Linked DNA regions of Mus musculus: regions 1, 2 and 4 are each linked to region 3. Evidence: chromatin contacts called from public HiChIP or PLAC-seq and Micro-C data. All regions are on one chromosome and are shown on one strand. The core of a region is the stretch at or near the end of the contact, and the rest is flanking DNA. Distances in the headings are between cores, read along the strand shown. Region 1 overlaps Gm3764 (predicted gene 3764). Region 2 holds the start of 1700113A16Rik (RIKEN cDNA 1700113A16 gene). Region 3 holds the start of Bcan (brevican). Region 4 overlaps Prcc (papillary renal cell carcinoma (translocation-associated)).

Region 1 (2,750 bases), core at 174-2,673, 220 kb after region 3:
AGGAGACTTCCTTCAAAATCCTCTTTTCCCTTTCCTTACTGTATCCAAATGTTTCTGCTTCTCTTCCCTCCAGCTTCTCCCCTGGGGGCGGGTGGGTGCTCCACCCTCCCGCCCACTCTCTGAGGACATGAGGAACATGGTATCCAGCACCACGGACAGCTCCCAGCGGTGAGTGAGCCTGCTGACCCCTGTAGGAAAATGGTGGTTTTGTCTATTCCAGGCAGACATCCTGCACTACATTCCAGATCTGATGAGGCATGGCTGCCCCAGGATTACTGGGCTCGGACGGGAGCAGTGGTAGGAAGGATCCTATATAAGTCATGTGAGACATAGAATGTTCAGATCAACTGAAGCTGAAACAAGCCTTTGGCATCATATATAACCCAGAAAGGGACAAAGCTGGTGAGTGAACTCCTGAATCCAGCCTAGCCTTTTCTGCACTGATTCCCCTTTATGAACCTCCTTGCCCAATTCTGGCAGGAGATTTACATGAGATGTTACACACAAAAGGGCAGGATACATGTCTGGGAATGTGAAGTATCCCTAAGAACCAGGGAAAGGTGGAACTGACTGCTCTCACCGTCTGAGAAGGCTTTGAAGGGAAAGTCCTGAAGAAGGCATGGGGAAGGCTTACCTAGCAAAAAGGCAAGGGAGCCACCATCTGCCAGGGTATAGAGGCCAGTGGATGGCCCCAGGAGTCTCTGGAGGCCAGCAGGAGGCATGCAGACTGGACTGGGGCCTGGGAAAGGCCCTTCTGTGTGCCCACGCTTGCTCCCCCTACACCATGAGTCTAGAGACAAAGGGACCACTCTCTCACATTTGACACTGCCATCTCCGGCTGGCAGTGCCAGGTGGCAGGGGCATCAGGGGTGTCAATCCATTATCCACTCCCAGCCCCTAAGTCCTCTGGGGCTGAATGTTGGGGAGGTGGGTGTTCTACGCTATGTTGCCATAGCAACCACCCCAACCCCCAACCCCAAAGCACACAAAAAGATAGCTCTCACCCCCACCTCTAGGAGAAACCTGGGTCTGCCTGGGAATCTTCCCTTGAGAATCCTCCTCTCTAATGCACAGCCATGCCATTCTTGTGTCTGCACCATCCTCAGTACCCGGCGCCAAAGACCCATAGGGCAGTGAGACTGGTACGTTCAGTATTCAGGCATGTAGAGGGGGCATCCATCCCTTCTAGTTAACCCCTCTCTCCTCAAGCACTCACGTCCTTCACTACAGCCAACGCCATCCTAGGACTCCCCAACTGAAGCAGTGGGCTATGTTGGGACCCCGGCCTTCTGCTTTTTCCCAGAAATAGACACCTGCTACCTTTAGCAAACCTCCAGGCTGTGGGAACTGCAAGGAGGAGGGAGCCATTCCTGACACCCTCCATCTGTACCCTCGCCATTACTCATTAGGCATTCTGCCCCCTCCTTCCGCTCGTTAAGCCTTATTTGCATATATTTGCATAATACAGTTCATTTGCATTGCAGGAGGCTCATGGTAGAAGCCAGGAAAAAAAAGAGGTGGGGGGGTGGAGAAGAGAAAAAGGGAGAGATTTTGTTTTCATCAAAGTGTGGGGGGAGAGCTGGGGGGGAGGCAGGAAGAGGATGGAAATAAAACTCATACTACTTTCTTTCTTCCCTCCGCCCTCTCTCCCCGAGTTGGACTGAAATGCCAAAGAGAGGTGCCAAGGGTCTGCCTTTTCTGTCCTTTTTTTTGTCTTGCTTCCTCCGGCCTTGGCTCTTCAGTCAGGGGGCCCCCCACCTTGTTGGAATCAGGCTTCAGAAAGAAAGCTGGGTAGGATGTGAGGCTGTGAGAATGGAAACATAGGAAGGGAAGAGGGAAGCCGCCATCTTAGGTAGCTAGTGTTTATAAAATGGCCGCTTCTGAGAGATGTGGGCTGAGTGCCAGGCAGGGTGGTGGGCACGAAGGAGAATGACAACAGAAGGAAGGGTTTCCCAGCTGACCAAGAACAGACCTGAATATCACTATCAGTGGGATTAGAAAGGGAGGCGGATGGGGGGGGGTCTCCCAGAAGAGTTCTAGGGTTCAGCATCTAAGCAGGGTAGTAGAAGCCTCATCCCTGTGTACAGATCCCAGAGGACTCAAGGCTATGGGTGATGTCGAAGGTGCGGAAGAATCAAGTTGGAAAGACCAGCAGGAGACAGACAGAGTAAGGTATGGTCAGGCGGGATCATCTGCCAGCTGGAGGTCTCAGGACTGTGGAAAACCATGTATTCTAGCAGTATATTCTCTGGCCCAGCCGACCATTACTATCTTCATAACGCTTATGAAACTGTGCCTTCTCTAAGGCCATTCACAGCTCTCGACTGGGCTATCCTTCTTTGCCCTCTGTGCATAATTTCATGCTTATTTGATCTCCCCAACCTCTGCACTGACCTGGCTTCTTGTGTTATATCCTAAACAACTTGTTCTTGGTTTCATCCACTCAGTTCTCTGGATCAGCCAGCTTCACACAGAAGTGACAGCACTTCTGAAATCCCCTCTTAGTCACTTTTGTAACTTCAACCTCTGCTAAAGGTAGACACTCACTCTATAGACCAGGCCTTGAGCTCAAAGATCCACCTGCCTCTGCCCCCTGGCCCCCTCCACCTCCCCACGAGTGCTGGGACTAAAGGTGTGAACCACCACCACCACCACCACCACCACCCAGCTCCCTTGTTTTCTTAACATTGATCTATTTATAACTAGAGTGAGCAAAGCAGTGGTGGTGCACAACTTTAATCCCACCACTC
Region 2 (3,143 bases), core at 258-2,757, 180 kb after region 3:
CATTTTTTATTAGGTATTTAGCTCATTTACATTTCCAATGCTATACCAAAAGTCCCCCATACCCACCCACCCCCACTCCCCTACCCACCCACTCCCCCTTTTTGGCCCTGGCGCTCCCCTGTACTGGGGCATATAAAGTTTGCGTGTCCAATGGGCCTCTCCAGTGATGGCCGACTAGGCCATCTTTTGATACATATGCAGCTAGAGTCAAGAGCTCCGGGGTACTGGTTAGTTCATAATGTTGTTCCACCTATAGGGTTGCAGATCCCTTTAGCTCCTTGGGTACTTTCTCTAGCTCCTCCATTGGGAGCCCTGTGATCCATCCATTAGCTGACTGTGAGCATCCACTTCTGTGTTTGCTAGGCCCCGGCATAGTCTCACAAGAGACAGCTACATCTGGGTCCTTTCAATAAAATCTTGCTAGTGTATGCAATGGTGTGGATTTTATTTTCTTGTGTGTGTGTGCATGAGTGTCCCTGGAGGCTGGAGCAGGGCATCAAGTTTATTGGAGCTAATGTTACAGGCAGTTGTGAGATGTTGGCATGGGTGCTAGAACCAATTCAGGTCAGCAAACATTTTTTGTTGTTTATGTGCATTGATGTTTTGCTTGCATGTCTGTCTATGTAAGGACAGTTGTGAGCTGCCATGTGGGTGCTGAGAATGGAACACAGGTCCTCTGGAGGAGCAGTCAATGCTCTTAACCACTGACTCCCCCAGCAAACATTCTTATACAACACCCCTCTGGTCTCCTCAGGACACATGTGTACATACACATTTTTTTTTAATAAAAAATACTCCCAAGTTGCAACTTTTTGAAGCTGATCTCTTTTTTAGCTGAAGGACGAGTTCCTCGAGTATTGCCATATAAAATAGAACTAGGGTGTGGGTCTCTTGGACTCAGCTATCAAGGTCAGTGGTTCTTAGGAGCAATCAGTGCTGTCTAACTGTTCATGCCACGAGGCCAGTGGTTATTTTGGTCTGACTCATCCTTTAGTCCCATGGGCTATCTTTTCCAGCCTTGTGATTGTGTGGGAACTTGTTCAAGGATCAGCAGATGTGGAAGGGACCCAGGCGATCTCATCTCAGGCTCTGGACCTGAATGTTTGCAGCCTGAAATCACTCACTACCTGGACGAAGAGCAAATCCACTTTCCTGTCCTGTTTCAGACTTGGGTCTCAAATAGAAGAGGTAGCCTTAGCATAGTTTACAGGTCCCCCCCCCCCCCCCCCGTTCTAGCCACCCAGCCTAGCGAAGTTCCTTGGTAGTTTGCAGCAGGTCAGTTCCGGCCTCTCGGGTGAGTCAGATTTACCCCTTAGCCTCGTATTGGCTCAGCTCCACCTCTCGGTGTCTGTCCAGTCTCGGGGAGCGTCTCCACCCTCACAGGATAGCGGCCCAGGACTACTCCTATTTAGGACATGAGCTGCCACGTGCCCAAAGCATGCTGGGTGCCCCTGGGGAGGGGAAGACCCGCAGGACGCCGGATCACGCGCCCGTTACGCACCGCCCCCACGTGACCCGCGGTGTGTTCCGGAGATGAATTGCTTCCGGGTTTCAAAGTAACCCTCCACTCTAAGGCGAAAGGGGGCGGGTATAGAAGGTAGGCTGTAGAGTCGCCTAACATCCATTTCCGTACGTTCTGCCCCACTCCCCCAAGGTGTCGCTGAGACCCTTGACTGCGTCTCCGGGGCTTAGCAGGTGGCAGAGCACGCTCCGGAGCCTCTCGTAAAGTTCCGCCGCGCGTGGAACAAAGGCCTTCAAGCCACGCCCGGCGCCGCCTGCTACTCAGGGGGAAGTAGGTAACTAGGCTCACTCCATTGGCCCTTCGGGTGAGTGATGGAAGCACCGGCCAACCGCTGCCTGCACAAGATGCGTGCGTAGTACTCAGAAGGTTCAGCAAGGGTGAAACTACGTGAAGCTCTAGTTTTGGGCAGTTTCTCTGGGGCTCTGAGGAGGTGCGCATGCGTAAAACCCCCATCGTCAACTTCCTGCACAAATTGAGAATTAGCACCCTCAGCCTTGGCAATTTTACTGAGATTGACAGCACTGCGTAAGATCTGGCATTGCCTGGGCGTTCCAGAAGGAGAATCCGACAGGCGAATGCAACGATTTGTCATTGTCAAAACTGTTAACCACAAAGTCCACGCCGAAAAACTGCGTGATTGAATTATTTAAAAAAGGGGGCTGGAGAGATGGCTCAGTGGTTAAGAGCACTGATTGCTCTTCCGAAGGTCCTGAGTTCAAATCCCAGCAACCACATGGTGGCTCACAACCATCTGTAATGAGATCTGATGCCAGTCCAGGGTGTCTGAAGACAGCTGCAGTGTAGTTACATATAATAAATAAATAAATAAATAAATAAATAAATGAATGGTGTAGTTACATATAATAAATAAATAAACAAACAAATAAATATTTAAAAAAGAAAAAAATCGCGGGGCTGGGGATGTAGCTCCGAGCCCGGAGTTCTGCTGGAGTTCGACCTGGTGTGTGCATATAGGATTAGAAGTTCAAGGCTATCCCGAAATATAAGAGACTCTGGTCTAAAAAAAAAAAAAAAAAAAAAAAAGAGCCACAAATGATTTTGTTTGGAGAAGTAGTCACAGATGCCGTCCACTTTAATGGGCCACAGGTTGGACACGCCTTGCTCTATTTTCCTGTCTTCTGGCGGTAAGATTATAGTGCGAATAGCCTGAGAGCTATTGGCCTGAATCTGTGCAGACACCTTGCTACAGTAGTAAGAATATTTATTTAGAGAGGTTTCACAGTTTGTCTTATACTCTTTCACTCAAGAGGTCCTCACATAACCCTTCTATTGGGATGGAGGTATAGCTTAGTTTAATGGTAGAGCACTTGCCTAGAAGGAGTTCCGTTCCCAGATTACAGTGGCCGCCACATCGTGTAGACAGATCCCAAGCTGAGGCTTAAGATGCTGGAGTCCCAAAAAACACTGTCCAGGTGAAGCAGCCAAGAGGCCCTATCTCCCCACCCAGGGGTCCTATATTGTTAGGGACTGTTGCTCGCAGTGACCTAGTGTCAAGTTGGGATAATTACTCTTTTTTTTTTTTTTTAAGATTTTATTTATATAAGTACACTGTAGCTGTCTTCAGACACACCAGAAGAAGGAATCAGACCCCATTACAGAT
Region 3 (2,784 bases), core at 26-2,525:
GAAACAGTTTCTCTTTCTGAGATCTCATTGCGCATACAGGCTCACGGGGAAAGTGAGGTGGATGACCAGAGAGGGTTAGAGCTAACTCTGAGCCAAACCGGGAGCCAGGTCACTGTGCCCTCAGGAAGGAAAGCTGCACAGATAATGAACACACTCTGTAAAGAGTCAGACTTGGGAGTATTCGGGGACCCAGGACTACATGGCTAATGATGCAGCCGGGGGTCAGTTACAACGTCAGGCAAGATTTCCTACCGACCATACCTATTCTCACTGGCTCCATCTCCCACTCGGTCTGCCTTCATAGTCGCTAGCCTGAGCCTAAGCGGTCCTCCTAGATCCTCCCAGGACAGACTCCCCTGCTAAGCAGCGCTCTGGCCTGTGCTGTGCAGCGGGCCGGGCGAGCAGTCACTCGGGTTACCGCTGGCAAGTAAGCCAGGTGCTGGAGCGTTCTGAGGAGGGGAGGCTGGGAGCAGGAGCTACTCACACGCCCGCCCGGCCCTGTGGCTACCTCTTTTACCCGTGTTGGGGCAGCACGGGATGAGGAAGGAAGCCTGAGGCCAGAGGATCCGACTGCCCTGAGACATGAATTTTTGATCCAAGTGGCCAAGAGTGGCTACTGTGACACTTCCCGGAGGAAAGCCACCACAAGGACCGGAGCTCAGCAGTCCCCTGTCGTCTCCAGCCCGGGCATCCTTAGTCGCTCCGCAGCCCAGACGTCCCCTGGCTCCTGAAGGCTGCGCGGCGAGGACAGTGAGCGAGCAGACGCGTGGCTCAGGGTGCCGAAGCCGGCACAGAGCGCTGCGCGCCCACCTTCAGAGAGGCGCCGCTGCCGACCGCACCCCCGAGTGCCTGGGGACCCCAGGAAGCTACGGTGGGTCACTGTCTCGGTCGCCCACAGCAGCCAGTATCGCGGCCCGCTCTCGCCCTCGCCCGGATCCTTTGGCTCAGAGAGGTCAAGAAACTTACCCAAGGTCACACAGCAAGCAAGCAAGCGACCGATAGGGCCAGGCCTCCGCACTCACCTTGCGAGGTCCCCTCCGCGCACACCGCACGTCCCGCAGCCGCAGCCGAGACTGCGGCGCAATGCGCGGGCGCGAGCAGGGCCGGGCGCGCGGGACCCAGACAGGGGCGCCAGCTCGCCGGGAGCCTCACAAAACCCCCTTTCTTCCCACGCGCCCCGCCTTCCCCGCCGTCCCCGGCCCTTGCCGCCCCCGTGGGGGGCTCTGCGCGGTCACGGGACCCGCTGCCTTCTCTGTGCGGGTTCCGGGCGACAGCGGGCAGAGGGAGGACAAGCGAAGTAGGACAAGGTTCCGCGGACGGGAGCCCAAGACTTGCAGCGGGGAGGGCAGAAGGGGCGGGGAGGGAGCGATGGAGGGCGCTGTGGCGACGCAGGATGGAGAGTTAGAACACGGGAGGGACTTCTCATTGGTTAAAGGGAGGAAGACCGGCTCAAACTTAGTCGCGCAGAGGATGGAGGGACGACAGGAGCTTTGCCCCGGGAAAGAGGGCACTGCTGGGTGAAAAGGGGAAGTCCTTTTCTCAGGCCAGAGAAAAGGCAGATGACCACAGCCATCCCTCTTGAGGAAGCTTTGATCGGGCTGTGCTCCCCCGGTGCTCCTCTCCCTCCCCGGCGGAGGAGCTGACTTTGCAGTGGTTGACCAGGTGGAGGTCGACTCGCAGAACTACGGGTTAGGCAACCCAAGTCAAGAGAGTCTAGGCGCGCGGTATCAAGTGGTACAGTGAGTGATGGAGCAGGCGTCACAGGTTGCAGATCAATGTGTGCAGGAGAGCCTGCTAGCCTCGGCTGGGCTGCCCAGTGTGCAGCCAGGAGCCTGGGGGTGGGCCTCGAGGACTGCCAGCTGTCCCCCACCCCCACTTCACCCGCTGCTTCTCCCTGCTTTCCCAGGCTTCCCACTTTCCTCCTCTTGCTTGCGACTCCAGGCAAAGCCTTGGCACCAGCTGTAGGCCACTCAGCCAGATCCTTGTCCTCAAGGCCGGTGTGGGGGCTGTGACCTTACCATTTCTAGATCCCCAAATGCCGACTGTCTGCAGACACCTTCACCCCCAACTCAGGGAACAGTTTCCTAATCACGCCCCACCCCCTGCCTTGGATGGAGTTCCAAAAAAACAAAACAAAACAAAACCAAAAAACAAAACAAAACAAAAAAAAAAAAAAACGCCTTCAGAACCTCTGGAAAAAAACAAACTCCTCTCCAAAGCCTTACAAGTTTAAAGAGAGGACTCCAGCTAATGCCGCCCACTGTAAGGACAGGACAGAAGGACCTTGAAACCCAGGGCAGAGTCACGCAGGGAGAAAACTACCAGGCAGTGGTGCCAGCAGAAAGGAGAAAGGGGCCCCTGAAGAAGCTGCACAGGAGGCCTTCATTTATTCATTCCTTAAGCTTGACCCACAAGTCATCTATGTACCAGGCCCTGTCTGGGGCCCTAAGACTGGGGGAGTCACCAGTTGGGAAGGACTCTGAGGTGCTGGGTGCCAGCTCTGGGTTGCACCTGCATGGCTCACCAACACATGGGCTCCATGCCCTGCAGGTCTCCCAGGTGGAGCTAGGAAAGAAACCAAGGGGCTGCAGTTCAGCCCAGTTGCTGTCTTGGATATAACACAATTTTTGCCTGGGAAAACCTGACTGTGACCAAGGAAGACAGGAAAGAGATACCCCCCGCCCCCGCCCCCAGCTCAGAGTTACCAATGTGCACAACCCGGGGGAAGGGGAAAAGAATCCTGGGGCCAGTGGAGCCAGTAGGCAGCCATCTGCCAGGAATGCC
Region 4 (2,916 bases), core at 231-2,730, 140 kb before region 3:
GGTTAAGAGCACTGACTGCTCTTCTGGAGGTCCTGAATTAAAATTCCAGAAACCACATGGTGGGTCACAACCATTCATAATGAGATCTGATGCCCTCTTCTGGTGTGTCTGAAGACAGTGACAGCATACTTCCATATAATAAATAAATTGAAAGAAAGAAAGAAAGAAAGAAAGAAAGAAAGAAAGAAAGAAAGAAAGAAAGAAAGGAAGGAAGGAAGGAAGAAAGAGGGAGGGAGGGAGGGAGGGAGGGAGGGAGGGAGGGAGGGAGGGAGGGAGGGAGGGAGGGAGGAAGGGAGGAAGGAAGGAAGGAGAGAGAGAGAGAGAGAGAGAGAGGGAGGGAGGGAGGGAGGGAGGGAGGAAGGAAGGAAGGAAGGAAGGAAGGAAGGAAGGAAGGAAGGAGAGAGAGAGAGAGAGAGAGAGAGAGAGAGAGAGAGAGAGAGAGAAAAGGGTGGGCAGTGGTGGTGCTGCACGCCTTTAATCCCAGCACTTGGGAAGCAGAGGCAGGAGGATTTCTGAGTTCAAGGCTAGCCTGCTCTACAGAGCGAGTTCCAGGACAGCTAGGGATACACAGAGAAACCCTGTCTCAGGGGAAAAAAAAAAAAGAATAAAGAAATGAGGGTAGGCCAGGGGATGGTGATGAACACCTTTAACCAACAGAAGCAGATGGATCTCTGTGAGTTTGAGGCCAGCCTGGTCTACAAATCAAGTTCTAGGACAGCCAGGGCTATACACAGAGACACTCTGTCTTCAAAACAAAACAAAACAAACTTATTGAGAGTAAGGGGCTGGAGAAATGGCTCAGCAGCTAAAAAGCACGGGCTGCAGGGTCCAGTCCCAGCACCCAAATGATGGCTTACAACTATCTAACTCCAGTTCCAGGTAACTGAAGCCCTCTTCTGGTCTCCATGTACACTTGCATGCATATGGTACACAGACACACAGGCAAACCGCCCAAACACATAAAACAAAAATAAATAAAATCAAAGGTAGGTGGGTGTGGCCTTTTTTTTAAAGGAACTGAGTCTGACCTGTAGCCCCAGCTACATGGGAGGCAGAGACAGAAGAAGCCTTTAAGTTCAGAAGTTTGTTTGTTTTCTGTTTGATTTTGTTGTCACTTTGTGTCACTTCTTTTTTATTGCATTTTATTTGTGTGTGAGAGAGAGACTGAGAGAGACAGAGACAAAGCCAACACACACTCAGATCAAGGCACACGGGTAGAAATCAGAGAACAGCTTGTGGGAATTGCTTCCCTTTTTTCACAATGTGAGTAAAACTCAAACCACGAGGCTTAGCCACAGGAACCTTGTACCCACCTCCTAAGCCCAATGAAGCATAAAGAATCCTAGCAAGACCCTGTCTCAAAAAATAAAGGGGGGGGGGGGACTGTAAGATTTCTCCTCTAAAAATTCTTTCAGGAGGATGTGATTCACTAATGTACTTACGTTAAGTGTGTACTAAGCCCTGGTTCATCTCCCCAGCCCTGTATGGCACACATGTGTAATCTCAGCATTCTAGAGGCAGAAATGGGAGAATCAAGGTGATCCTTGGCTACACACGAGTTCAAGGTCACCCTCAAAGACAGACAAAAACAGACTACCCAACAGTTCTCTTTCCACCTTTTCTTTCTCATTGGATTGGTATGCCACCATCAAATTCCACCCCAAAGAATCCATGAAGAAAGAGAAAATAGGGTGGATAGTAAGGGAGCCTCAAAAGGCCAAAGAATGCTGGGCGTGGTGGCACACGCCTTTAATCCCAGCACTTGGGAGGCAGAGGCAGGCAGATTTCTGAGTTCCGAGGCCAGCCTGGTCTACAGAGTGAGTTCCAGGACAGCCAGGGCTACACAGAGGAACCCTGTCTCCAAAAAAAAAAAAAAAAAAAAAAAAAAAAAAAGAAAGAAAAGAAAAAAAGAAAAAAGAAAAAAAAAAGGCCAAAGAATTCTCTATAAAACTCCTGTTTTTTTGATCTCTGGAAGAAGAAAGGGGGTGGGGGAGTTAACAAAGATGAAAAGGAAAAGGAAAGACAGGACAGGACAGCCACCATCTGGGCATGGTAGGTACATACCTGTAATCCCTACAGTGAGGAGGGCAAGGCAAGAGAACTGCCATGTCTTTTGAGGCCAGAGCCCCTGGGTAGGGAAGGAGAGGAAACAGAAGGAAAGAAGGAGGAAGAAACCCAGACCACCTGGAGCACTGATCGGCTTCAGTGAGACCCAGGCGCTGGTGGGGCCTGTACAAGGAACTACCATGGTTACTCAGGGAATTTTTAGCTGCTGCTTGAGCTGAGAAGCCATGGCACTGCACTTGCCTTAAGGTAATACTCAAAGGAGTAAGCACAAGCTACCGATCAGAACAAAGATTAGCAAAAGACGAACAGACAGACACCTTTCTGGGGAAAGTAAACAGAAAATTATTTTTCCTAAGAACTAAGCTGCAACTTTCCTGCAGATGAGACAGTTAGTTGTATCTTGACCTTGGGTGGAAGGCCACAGAACATCCTTCAATGTGCCTGTCAGTCAAGTTAAACCCAGAGGTCCTGATCACAATGGCTAGGTATCTCTCAAAACACATTCTCCCTTTCTTCAGTGTAAATCAACCAGTAATTCAGCCAAATGATCACTCAACTAAAAAACTATGTTATGAGCCTCACTAAAAACAGATCTAGCCATGAGAGCAGACTCTTGCCTAGTCATAAGGGCAAGTACCCTAGGGAGTTTGAGAAGTCCTCAAAGGAGACTGGAAATGTCTCTCCTGTGTTCTCCATCCTGCGGAGCTCCCACACAGATGGGATGGCAAACATTCCAGCTGCCATGAGAACCAAGACAACAGCATAGAGATAGCAGCACAACTCAGCAGAAACCATTTTGTGGAGCTGTGATACCAGCCCTGGCCTGCCCCAAACTTTCTTTCATAAGGA

The links. Hi-C and Micro-C count contacts between places; a contact is called where the count stands out from the background. HiChIP or PLAC-seq counts read pairs in DNA pulled down with a chosen protein or histone mark.
Region 1: a contact with region 3 is called in an H3K27ac HiChIP or PLAC-seq map of stem cell-derived neural progenitor cells. The contact joins the enhancer-like site here to the promoter of Bcan in region 3. A contact is called at or near these places in 17 of 39 promoter capture datasets (the C10 cell line, the HPC-7 cell line, cranial neural crest and 9 more), 17 of 484 Hi-C or Micro-C datasets (the CH12 cell line, the G1E-ER4 cell line, bone marrow-derived macrophages and 9 more), 10 of 115 datasets of contacts at active chromatin or transcription factors (embryonic stem cells, extraembryonic endoderm stem cells, large pre-B cells and 3 more) and 5 of 9 other capture datasets (adipose tissue, embryonic stem cells, liver and 2 more).
Region 2: a contact with region 3 is called in an H3K4me3 HiChIP or PLAC-seq map of embryonic stem cells, with 22 read pairs. The contact joins the promoter of 1700113A16Rik here to the promoter of Bcan in region 3. A contact is called at or near these places in 10 of 39 promoter capture datasets (the HPC-7 cell line, cranial neural crest, embryonic stem cells and 5 more), 1 of 15 datasets of contacts at CTCF or cohesin (large pre-B cells), 8 of 484 Hi-C or Micro-C datasets (the G1E-ER4 cell line, bone marrow-derived macrophages, cerebellum and 3 more), 11 of 115 datasets of contacts at active chromatin or transcription factors (DN3 thymocytes, the SCID.adh cell line, embryonic stem cells and 4 more) and 4 of 9 other capture datasets (adipose tissue, embryonic stem cells, liver and 1 more).
Region 4: a Micro-C map of embryonic stem cells shows a contact between it and region 3, with 1.6 times the contacts expected there. The contact joins the enhancer-like site here to the promoter of Bcan in region 3. A contact is called at or near these places in 4 of 39 promoter capture datasets (the C10 cell line, liver and trophoblast stem cells), 1 of 484 Hi-C or Micro-C datasets (embryonic stem cells), 3 of 115 datasets of contacts at active chromatin or transcription factors (effector CD8 T cells and embryonic stem cells) and 4 of 9 other capture datasets (adipose tissue, embryonic stem cells, liver and 1 more).

What each region holds. Positions count from the first base shown.
Region 1 is chr3:88,220,883-88,223,632 of GRCm38.p6, forward strand. It overlaps Gm3764 (predicted gene 3764), which reads left to right. Exons shown (of 10, transcript NR_168089.1): 3 at 74-168; 4 at 2,088-2,172. Among named protein-coding and RNA genes, the nearest start is that of Gm25641, 6.6 kb to the left of the region's middle. Within about 2 kb of position 1,424, at least 62 of the 459 cell types and tissues checked have an H3K27ac peak or open chromatin away from gene starts, as enhancers often do. A contact at or near this core is called in hippocampal neurons, neural progenitor cells, neural stem cells and 1 more, where this site is marked.
Region 2 is chr3:88,176,278-88,179,420 of GRCm38.p6, forward strand. 1700113A16Rik (RIKEN cDNA 1700113A16 gene) reads right to left here and starts at 1,508. Exons shown (of 3, transcript NR_045997.1): 1 at 1,310-1,508.
Region 3 is chr3:87,999,081-88,001,864 of GRCm38.p6, forward strand. Bcan (brevican) reads right to left here and starts at 1,276. Exons shown (of 14, transcript NM_007529.2): 1 at 1,023-1,276.
Region 4 is chr3:87,862,656-87,865,571 of GRCm38.p6, forward strand. All of the region lies in intron 4 of Prcc (papillary renal cell carcinoma (translocation-associated)), which reads right to left. Among named protein-coding and RNA genes, the nearest start is that of Sh2d2a, 17 kb to the left of the region's middle. Within about 2 kb of position 1,481, at least 13 of the 459 cell types and tissues checked have an H3K27ac peak or open chromatin away from gene starts, as enhancers often do. A contact at or near this core is called in embryonic stem cells and trophoblast stem cells, where this site is marked.